Regions from separate parts of the Zea mays genome. Here regions 1 and 3 are each linked to region 2. A link is a contact called in public Hi-C data. All regions are on one chromosome and are shown on one strand. Each heading gives the region's core, a stretch centred on a gene start, on an enhancer-like site or on the middle of the called end of the contact. The rest is flanking DNA. Distances are from core to core; before and after follow the strand shown.

Evidence for each region. Hi-C and Micro-C count contacts between places; a contact is called where the count stands out from the background.
Region 1: a contact with region 2 is called in a Hi-C map of endosperm, with 2.2 times the contacts expected there. The contact joins the promoter of LOC103629877 here to the promoter of LOC100382099 in region 2. A contact is called at or near these places in 5 of 25 Hi-C or Micro-C datasets (ear, endosperm, leaf and 1 more).
Region 3: a Hi-C map of tassel shows a contact between it and region 2, with 3 times the contacts expected there. The contact joins the promoter of LOC103625685 here to the promoter of LOC100382099 in region 2. A contact is called at or near these places in 5 of 25 Hi-C or Micro-C datasets (ear, endosperm, leaf and 1 more) and 1 of 3 datasets of contacts at active chromatin or transcription factors (leaf).

What each region holds. Positions count from the first base shown.
Region 1 is chr6:120,299,543-120,303,026 of Zm-B73-REFERENCE-NAM-5.0, forward strand. It overlaps LOC103629877 (epidermal growth factor receptor substrate 15), which reads right to left and starts at 2,210. Exons shown (of 13, transcript XM_008650981.4): 1 at 1,630-2,210; 2 at 1-781. The coding sequence starts at 1,752.
Region 2 is chr6:120,118,586-120,122,356 of Zm-B73-REFERENCE-NAM-5.0, forward strand. It overlaps LOC100382099 (Putative DUF1296 domain containing family protein), which reads left to right and starts at 1,532. Exons shown (of 11, transcript NM_001174860.1): 1 at 1,532-1,955; 2 at 2,565-2,608; 3 at 3,108-3,234; 4 at 3,554-3,668. The coding sequence starts at 1,742.
Region 3 is chr6:119,965,579-119,969,216 of Zm-B73-REFERENCE-NAM-5.0, forward strand. LOC103625685 (mechanosensitive ion channel protein 10) reads right to left here and starts at 1,623. Exons shown (of 5, transcript XM_008650980.4): 1 at 142-1,623; 2 at 1-54. The coding sequence starts at 1,448.

The sequences.
Region 1 (3,484 bases), core at 960-3,459, 180 kb after region 2:
GAAGATTATTTGGAACATTGGGGGTCAAAGCTGACTCTTGTTTCGCTTGTAGAGTCACAGAAAAAGGGTCAACACCAAAAGTTGAGTTAGATGGCAATCCATTACCCAAGGGTACCAATGTCTTGGAGTCACTAACTGATGGTTGTGAAGGCATCATGTTTACGTTTGTTGAATTTGCATTGGCAGGTGTTGTAGCACCCGGCATATGAGAATTGTAGACTGGCAGAGGAGTTGAATTCTGTGCTGAAATTCCTGCAGTAGTAAGGTTGCCCTGCGGAGAAATACCTCTGGTTGGAGCTTGTGAAGTTGCACCCAACGAACTTGCACTCCTCTTACCACTAAACCAATCCGTAGCGAGATTTGTTGTGGTTGAGCTGGTATGGTTTAGCCCACTAGGACCACCTCCCACGGGTGGCCTTGATGCAACTCCCTGAACAGGGGGCACAGTGTTTGCATTTGGAGGTTGTGGCGGCCTCACTTGTGGATTTGATGATGCCCCAGGAAGCACTTGTGGTCCTCTTACAGCAGGATTCTGTTGACCAGACCCTAGTGCTCGAGTGGCATTCGGGGGGCTAGCTACACTGTTTGTCTGAGGACCAGCAGTAGAAACATTTATCCGAGGAGCAGGTATCTTTGCAGCAGCTGGACCAAATAATGCTGACCTAACAATATCAGGTGTCAATTCTCGACCGCTCTGAGCTACTGTGACAAGTTTAAGCGAATTGCAGAAGTCTTCGCGCCCAAGGAAACCAGTCCGATTTTTATCAGCATATGTCCAAATCTGAACCGCAGAAGAGGAAATACAAAGCTATCAGAAAGAAGCAAATCTAACTGCAATGTGCAGTTCAATTGTGTTTAAATTTCTAATAATAACAAGATTCCAGTATATTACAATTGGTTGGAGAGTGCAATGTGCAGTTTGGTGTGCTTCCAAATAAGGGATGCACGGGTATTTCTTCCAAATAAAACTTGAAATGCAGCAGATGTTTACAGCTAAAGGTTGGTAAATTTTGGAATGGCAAAGCAGTACTCCACTAAAAGTTGTTCATTCCTAAAACCGTCACTCTCTCGTACAGAATCCAAATCTGAACACTACAAAGGCACATGCTAAGGTAGTCTTGTACGCAACTTGGATTCCAACAGCATAACAAGTTGATGCCCGACTCAAGTGGAAAGCCCCAACCCAATGCGTGACCTAAACCTCAGTTGTCTACACTTTAGGGAGAACAACACAGAAACTTAAAATGGTATTCCAAGCTTCAATTGGCGAGCTCACAGCGCTAGAGAGAGAGAGAATGAGCGAGCTAGAGCATCAAATTACGCAGCTAGATAAGTCAGGAGTACCGCACATCTAATTGTAAGCATGAAGCACTGACAAAGCAACTAAAGTTGATCTGCTTGGTCGGTGGGAAAGGACTAAAATACAGCGACATCCACAGTGAGCAAAGAAGAGCAGAGCAGGCTCCAAATCTCGGCGCCTCGAGCCCACTACAGCTCGGAATCCCGAGCGGTGCAACGGCCAACAGCAGCCACCCCCGCGATTGGAGCCGCAAGGTGGCTCGAGTGTCGCAGATCATCGAGGAGCAAGTCGCGCGGCGCGGCGCGGAGGAGGGGAGATCTAAGGTTCACCTGCGCTAGGACGGGCTGCGGGAGGCCGGAGCCCTTGAAGAAGGCGACGGCCTCCTGGCCGCTGATCCGGCCGTCGCGGTCCAGATCCGCGGCGCAGAAGTAGGCGTCGAAGGCCGCCTCCATCGCCCCCGGAGGAGGGCTGGGGCGGGAGGCACCAGTCGCCGGCCGGCGAGATCGGGAGGAGTGGCAGGTGTAGCCGCGCGTGTCGGCGTGCGGGCGGTGCCTTCGCCTTGTGTCGTCTGTTTGTCCGCCCCGACGAAGATGAGTTGCATTGCATTTCGCTGGATCCTCCGGGGGCAAAGTAGCCGTGCAACACAAAAACTTTCATCACATCAAGGGGCTTAAGATTTCTGGCTAGAGTTTAAGTACTTGCGGTTACTTTTGGAAAAGAACATAAAAGAAGAAGGGATGGTTGGAAATGTTAAATTCCGAGGACCATATACGCCAGCAAAGTACACGGCGCGGAACATAGGAGAAGTAGCATATTAAGGGGAGACAATTACATATGTAGGACTCTAAACATCGTGCTTCGTAATAATGGTATTCATAACATTTTTTCCATAAAAATAGGACTACAAACATTACCTAATTGATTGTACTGCCATTTACCATATATTCTTCCTTTTCTAATGTATTCTCATGTATTTGATGTCTAATAAGGAGACATTTATTCTTCTAGAATTATACGCAACGAAGAAGCATGAACTGCATGTCGAACTGGAGAGAACCGGCCATGAACCACGGTCAAGCTTCCCTGTGACCCTGTGTCACGTATTTCCGCCGCGGCCACGCCCAGCAAGGCGCGTCCACTTGCTCTCCGGTCACACGCAGGCAGCCCCGCGTCCCATGACTTCGCATCTTCCTCTCGTACTCGCTGTGTGAAGTTTTCCTTTGAGATATACGTTTCCTTTCTAATCCTCGTAGGGCAACATGGTCAGAAACTTCAGCTGCAAGATCCACCTCTTTCAAAAACGTCAGCAATCCAACTACCTGCAACTATTAAGGGTCCGTTCGGTTGTACAGGAATAAACCATGATTCGTTCCAGCTCATCAAAATCTATATAAATTAGAGAAGTAATCCGGCTAGGAATCAATTCAGGGCTCCAACCCCTAAAAACCGAACAGGGCCTAAAGTATCTTTGTTCCTGACGCATAGCAAGCAAACGGATGAAAGAGATTAGGGGAGTGGGGGCAGTTGTCTTGCTCGCGCAGCTCGTCGGACGGCGCAGCGAGGGCCAGCTCGACAACCTGCGCGTCTCTGGCCAGCACAGCTGCACAGGGCGCGGGGGCACCCGTCCGGCGGTGGGTGTTTTTTCAGAGATCGGGCGATCCTTGTTTTGCTTGTCCATGGCGGCACAGAGAAGACGAGAAAGGTAGACGTGAGTATAAAATAACCAGTGGCGTTGATCCGGACGTCAATCACTGTGTTGAGAACCGGCGGCGGTGCTCTCTGCATAAATACGTATTTTTATGTGTGTTTGTTTGCTTACTCTTAATTACAGGTGATTGGACAAAGATTGTGGACGGTGTGATGAGGCCGAGGCTGAGGAGGGAGAGAAGGACCACCCGTAGGACGAAGGAGGAGGCACAGATGCCCTAGCAAGACGAGGACGTGCACCAGCAGATGGACGATGCGGCGTAGCAAGCCACCGTCGATGCAGCGTAGCGGGACACGTCTAGTTTTGGCGCCTTTGGTTCGACACGAGTTTACTTGCGAGGTCCCGTGAGTCTCCCCCAGCGATCGATACGTTGTGACCGACGCCCGATGATTCGACCAGAGGGGAAAATGTATGTGACTTTAGATGTTCTCAGTGCTTCTTCATATTATATGTTTGCGAACACAAGGTTTACTTGT
Region 2 (3,771 bases), core at 282-2,781:
GTGTTCATTTCGAATGTATTTATAAAGGACACTTCTGTTGTAGGATCCTAATGACTGATATTTTGCAGGTTTTTATGCCACGGAAATTCAATAGATGTCACGCCCTTTTCGTAATAGATCATGTTAAAAAGCATGTGACTTTTATCGACTTTACACCGACTCAAGATTGGTGTAAACACATGCCATACAAGAGATTCACGGAAGCGATTATCATGGCCTCAAAAAATATAAGATTGCTTACAGTAAGAAACGTTCTAGATGGGCGGAGGATATCTTTAAGTGGGAACATATAATTCAGACTGGTGTTCCAATTGACTTAAGAGGGTATTTTCTTCGTACCACCTTCTCAGCAGTTTAATTTTTTCTATGATAATCATTGTATAAAACATAGTTGCCTAAACATTATTCTATAGGTTTAATACGAGCTACCTCGTTCTACAAGCTATGGCCATGTGGGGGAATGACAGACGAATGAAATTTGTTGGGGTGAGTGTAGTACGTTCGTTTTGTGTTCAAAACATACATTCGGCTATCTCGTTCTACAAGATAATATGTTTTGTTCTCTTATGTCTTTGTTTGTAGGATGCAAAGATTCTTCAAATAAACTTTGTGATTGATCTGTTAAGTTATGAGGACAATTCGTGTCGATATGCCATCCCTACAAACATACAACAGAGACTTATCGATATCGCTAAAAAGGATTAGCTGATTAGTGTACAGTTGTCGACACATTTGTCTGTAATTAAAAATTTTAAATTAACTTTTTAGAAATAATTTGTGTGATATTGATAATGTTTTCCACACATATTTTGCATAATATAGTGATGTTTGTCGTTCTGTATTAATGTTTCATACAAATCTTTTACTTCCGTCGCAACGGATGAACACATATCTATAACAATATAACACACATATGTACATAAATTATTGTGTTATTATACATTTTTCTGTTGCAACGCACGGTCACTCACATAGTCTTTACTAATATAAAACAACATTTTCTTCCTTCGTGCATCGTGTACACCGTCCTATCCAACTGCGCGTAACTATCATAAAAAAAATTAGGAGAAGTGGGATTTAGGGGCTGTTTGGTTCGTGGGTAAATGTGCCACACTTTGCCTAAGGTTAGTCGTTCGAATTGAAGAACTAACCTTAGACAGAAAAGTTAGGCAAAGTGTGGCAAGTTAGGCATCAAACCAAACAGCCCTTTAAAGTGCAACGTACGCAGGCCCGACCTACAAAATGAGCCTGAGTCGAAAAACAAACAAGAATGCAGGTCCGTTCTCTGCCAAACCGATCGAATTAACCTACCGCCATTCAAGATGACGCTTCCACCCTCGCCCCCCTACCACTTGGTTCAAGCCGTAAATTCCACGCTCACGGATTTCCTAAGTAGGGATAGGGATATATCCGTCATTTGAGCACCCCTTCCCGCGTTCACACACGCTGACACACTAGCCGCCTCCGCCGGAAAACTCGTGCACAAGCACAACACAACGGCCACCACCGGACCACCGGCCCTCGCAGGTCGCGCAACCATTTCCCTTGGAAAACAACGCGCCCACCCGAGCCCGGCCGGCCCCAACCACTCCAACCAAACCAAAGCCCAAACCCGCTTTCCCCCGAAACCCAGGCCCTCGCGTCGTTTGATGCGATTCCGGCGGCGATCGTCAGCGCCTCCAACACCACCCGCTCCCCCGTCCTAGCGTGCGTTCGGGCGATCTCCCCTCTCGCGGCGGGCATGGCTGGCGTTGGCGGCGGGGCGCGCAGCTCAGACAGGGCGGGGGCGGCGCGCTCGCCCACCACCACCACCACCACCACCACCACGGCGATCCAGTCCACCATCCAGTCGATCAAGGAGGTCGTCGTCGGCCACTCCGACGCCGACATCTTGGACACCCTCCGCGAGTCTAACATGGACCCCAACGAGACGGCGCAGAAGCTGCTGAATCAAGGTCCCCTTACCTCTCCCCTGTTCTCCGATCTGGGGTCGCCTCGACTCCATCGATCTCGTACCGGTGCCTTGAGCTAGGGTTTTGGGGCGCTCGCTGAGCTGCATTGGGTCGGCTCTGCCGCCACACCCGTGGGGGCGCAGGGGATTGCCGTGTACAGTCTAGGGTTTTCGAGATATGGGGATTTGGGGGAGGCTCAGCGTTTAGTGGTTTATTGATTACTGATACTAATCACGAGGGTCGTGATTTTGATTAGCGAGTGATGTCCATATATATAATGGCACTCTTGCAGGGCCAAGTCGTTAACTTTAGTTGTTGGCTACTTGTAATTTTGTGTTCTATTCTATGTTGCAACTTTGTAGAAGGTAGTGCTTACTATTGCTTGCTGGTGTGTGTTGTAACGGGCCTATAAGAATAGATATTATAATGGTCTCCATGTTTTTTTTTCGAGAAGAAAATGATCTTTGGTGTTTTTGTATGGTGCTGATATGTGCGATGTCTCTTATTTGCTGGACGTCAGATGCCTTTGTTTGCAATATATATTGCCTCCGGTAGTAAATCTTCTCATGTTATTTTTTGTGCTTAGAATTTGTTGTTCGTTTGCACTTGCAGATCCATTTCACGAAGTGAAAAGAAAAAGGGACAAGAAGAAAGAGGTATACACTGTTTGGGTAAATTTTCAGTGCAACGGTAAAATAATGGATTAAACCTGAAGTTGTTTCCTTTTTGTTTATAGCATACTTGTACATATTCATCTTGCAATGTTAGGCTTTTTGTGATGTTTTGAAACAATCTAAATCAAAAAGTCACATTTGGGGTTCTATGCCCTTAAATTGCATGCACACAGTCACTCAATAGGCTAGCAAAAGAGGTAAAATATGATGAGACGTACACATTGCTTTTGCACAAGACATGCATTCCACAACACTTTATTTGTTCTACGTGTTCTCTCTTGCCTTTTTCCTTGTGTGTGTGTGAGCTTTCAGCACGGTTATGAATAGACAAAGGTAGTTCTCTATCAATTGAGGAAACATGTTAGGTTTATTGCTTCTTTGTTAAAGTGTGCAATGCACATTATGAAGCTTCAAAAATGCTGAAAATCATACGTTGCTATTCTTTTATTCGGTTGTGCTGAAAAAAGTATTACATTGTTAGAGTGCTGGCCAGAAGAGCTTTGCTGATAGTACTGGACAAGTTGACCAGAACCCTCAATGGATGAGGCCACATACCCACAGGATGGAAAATGATCAAAGAAGACTTCCCAATCAGGGTCAGATGTCAGGTAACATAATTGAGGGTCACCATTTGTAATTCTGATCTTATGTTTAGTAACATAGAATGAATATGCTTCTGTTGCTGCCAAGATAGTTCCAATCATCTTTATATATTTCCAGCGATCCAGCTTCTAGACAATGACGAAACATATAGCTTCTTGTTTTCCATGGCAATCTTGTTTGTCTCTAGCTTGCTTGTCTTTGCTTTTGGCTTCCCATTACATACTATAAGCTTCTGCAGTTCACATATGGCGTGACATATGTGCATTATTGTGGTTGTGTAACTTGCAGGTTTCAACTTGACTGTTAACTGATTGCTTGATGCAGGCCCAAGTCATGAATTTCGGGTTGTGAGGGACAACAGATTTCAACATGGTGTGGTGGAGAACAGACCAGAGCCCGGACACAAAGGTTCAGCAGATGTACAAATGTCTGATAGGAGGTATTGTTTGTTTGACATTCTGCCACTGCTCTTAGCCTCTTACTCTCCTGTGCACTCATTGTTTGTCAAACAATCATTTTTAGTTGCAGTTAAGTTGTATACT
Region 3 (3,638 bases), core at 373-2,872, 150 kb before region 2:
AGGTGCACCTCCTCCTTGGTGAAAAATCTCAGCAGATCCACCTCCTCAATGTGCCTACGTCAATAATTGAAAAGAATTGCTGCGCATGTTGAGCCATGCATATGTAGACAAGAAATGGCTACTGAAAAAAGTAGTTCTCACTTATAGCTGGGCTTTGCGACATTCTTGAATATGGCATACGCCGCGGCCTTGGCCTCCCATTCACTATTTATTTCTTTATCCTTCTGTTCCATGCCATCTACATCATCAAAGCTCTCGATAGTATTAGATATGGTTGACAGCCTAGAGCTTCGGATTGCTGTGATGAGCCCTCTCATCGTCCATGCTGAGACCTTCTCCTGACTCATCCTCCTGAGCTTGACAACATCGATCACCTCCGGCACGCCTTTGTCCTCCTTGGCCCTGCCGATACTGACCCGCCCAAGGCCACTGCCCTCGCGCCCCACATTCTCCGCCAGCTCCATTAACGGCGGGCCCGACAGCGTCTGCAGCACGTACTGATGGAACACGCTCTCTTGAATCCGGTCGAAGAAGGTCTTGCGGTGGAACGTGGACGCAACCACCTTCATAAGGAAGGTCTTGACGAGCCAGATGACGGAGCCGATGAGCATGGAGGCGAGGAACCTGGAGACGTAGTTGAGGGTCCTGGCGGTCTTGCGGGAGCGGCCGACCTCGCTGTCGAAGAGCTGGGACCAGGCGATGAGCACGAGCGCGAGCCAGAGGCAGACCTGGAAGCTCTTCTTGAGCCCGAAGACGAAGTAGAGCACCTTGGTGCGCAGCAGGAAGTTGCGCTCGACGACGAAAACGATGAGCGTGACGAGCCACTGGCTGAGGAGGTGGCCGGAGAAGACGGCGGTGACCATGACGCACCACTTCCAGATCTCCAGCCCCCACAGTACGCGGCCCTGCAGGGGGCGCACGACGAGGCTGACGACGAGCAGGCCGAGGAAGAGGACGAGCACGCAGAGCTCGAGGCCAAGGCGGACCCGGCGGCGGCACCGCGCCGCGGAGGCCGGCGCGCGGGAGCCATCCTTGTTGCGGAAGATGTCCTCGTCGTCGTCGGCCTCCGCGGGGGTGTGCGGGGTGGAGACGCTCGCGGCGCGATGGGTCGGGGTGGCGGTCAGCGAGGCGGCGGCGGTGGCGGCGGGGTGGACCGGGGAGGGGTGGGCGGAGTCCGGGTGCATCGGGGTGGGCGGCTCGACGAAGCGCGACTTGGGCTTGGCGATGGAGGAGCGGCGGCGGAGGAGCGCGGGGGGCAGCGGCGGGCGCGAGGGGCTGGAGGCCGGCGGCTTCTCGGGGTTCTGCGAGAGCTTTGGGGTCTCCGGCGGCGGTGGGTTCGGCTGCTGGTTGTTGCTCGGGTGCGGCGGCGGCAGGTTGTCGGGCTGGATGTGGAGGACGTGGTCCGCATTATTGGGCGGCGCGGCCGCCTTGGCAGTGGACGGGTCCATAGCACGCCCCCGCGCGCGGCGGCGGGCCAGGTAACCTGGGTACTTTGGAGGCTACGGCGGCGGCTGGGCGGGAAGCGGGGCGGGGCGGCGTAGCGGACCGCTTATTATTTGTGGTGTCGGGGTAGTGCGGCCGTGCAACACTGCAGCAAGTGCACAGGTGCCGTCGAGGGAACGGAGGACGGACGGGGAAGGTGACCGTTTTTCGAAGTTTGAGCTAGAGAGAAAGCCCAGGGTTTGTTTTTTTTTTTTAAAAAAGGGGGAAGCCCAGGGCGTTAGGGCCCACGCTAGTTATAAAAGCGGAAAGTACTACGCAGAGTGTAGAGGACGAAGGTTGGCGCTCGGCTGGTGATCACGCGCCCCACGCTCGTCCGGCGGACCGCCACGCTACCTGGTCGTGGCGTTTGTCGCCTCGGTTCGCTCGCAGCCTAGGTCCGGGTTTCACGCACAGACTTTCGGCGGGCGGAAATGGGAAGCAAAATCAAACCGCCAAGCGACACAGTTCTTAGGCTAGCTCCAGCAAGGCACCCTAAAGGGTTCTGTACCCTAAATATAGAGGATCAAATGGTCCTCTACGCCCTCCAGCAGCGTCCTCTAAACAGTTCTCTAAATTTAGAGGACGCTGCTGGATTCTCTATATATAGAGTTTCTCTAAACGGTCCTCTATCCATTTAAATACTTTAAATAACCGGTTTAGCAAAACTAAAATATGTACAATACATTTAAGAGTATGACAAATACATATGTACAAAAAATAAAAATAAAAAATGTCTCTGATATAGATATTTGAGTATAGATGACGTGATTTAGAGGACGTTATTGGAGAGAAAGGAGATATAGAGGATGGAATCTTTTAGAGGAGACTGTAAAGGACGGATATAGAGGATAGATATAGAGGACGTTGCTGGAGACAGCCTTATATAATCACACCAGGCACCACTGTGGTATGCAGGGTCGGTGGCCGGCCCTAGTCAAGTGCTACCTCTATTTACAAATACTCCTATGACTTTTTTAGAAATTTTTGATCATCCATATTATTCGAAATATTTATTTTAAAATATAAAATATTAAGTAAAACTCTAATTAACTTAAGTGATAAAACAAACTAAAAATAAATAATAACTTATTATTTTTTAATAAGATGAATGGTAAATGTTTTTAAAAAATTAATTGTGTCATATATTTATGAACAAATGGTAGCCATTTTTGGGTAGCTAGAGCTCCTCGCCACCTTTATCAATTTTTCACGTGTCGTCGTAATGGCCAGTTCCTTTCGATTCCAATTCATTCACGTAGACCGGTGAGGCCTAGATAGGTTTAAATCCTAAGCAAATTAAAATCTCTTATAATCTATTTTAATCTCATCCGATCTTAATGGGATAGAAATAATTTAGAAACATACCAAGTACAACCATATATATTAGGTCCGTTTGAATCCTTAGAATTGAATTATATTCTAATAATCACAATTTAGACATATATTAACTAAGCTAAGGCGTCGTTTGGATCCTTGGAATTCACTTGAATTGAATTCCATTGTAATAATCATAATTTAGACAAGCTAATATGATTATATATAAAATATACTTGTATACTATTGTGGGCCATATGTTAGAGAAATTTATATGCTACATTTTTACTATAGAGGTGTGAGGTGAAGAACATATTATAAGTTACAGAGTAAAAACATATACTAGTGATGCACAAAACTACAATAAACTAGCTCTTAGACAGAAAATAAAAAATATGTTTTTAAACTAGCCTTTAGTTGATTTTTTTATTTATTATTCTAAGGGCTAGTTTATTATAAGGCCACTTTTATTCATCGCTTTAAACCCTTCCCTTGGAACCCATTGGACTGAGACAATCACTGATGGAGGAACTCGGCCGTATTTTCACTCTTTTTTACTAAAAATATGAAATACTCTATTATGATATATGTATTTAATAAATGAGCTATATGTACATTTGGATATTCAATAAATAGCTTGTATGTGTATGTGCACATATATTTATTAATGCACTCTCCTTTAATATTGCAGAGAATACTAAAAAATAATTACCTAAAATCGGTACTAAAGCTTAATTTTTAGTATTAGTCTTTAACTAGAAATAGTACTAAATTTCAACAAAAAACGGTACTAAAAAGTAAGCTTTAGTATCGGTTTTGCAAAAGAACCAATACTAATACGT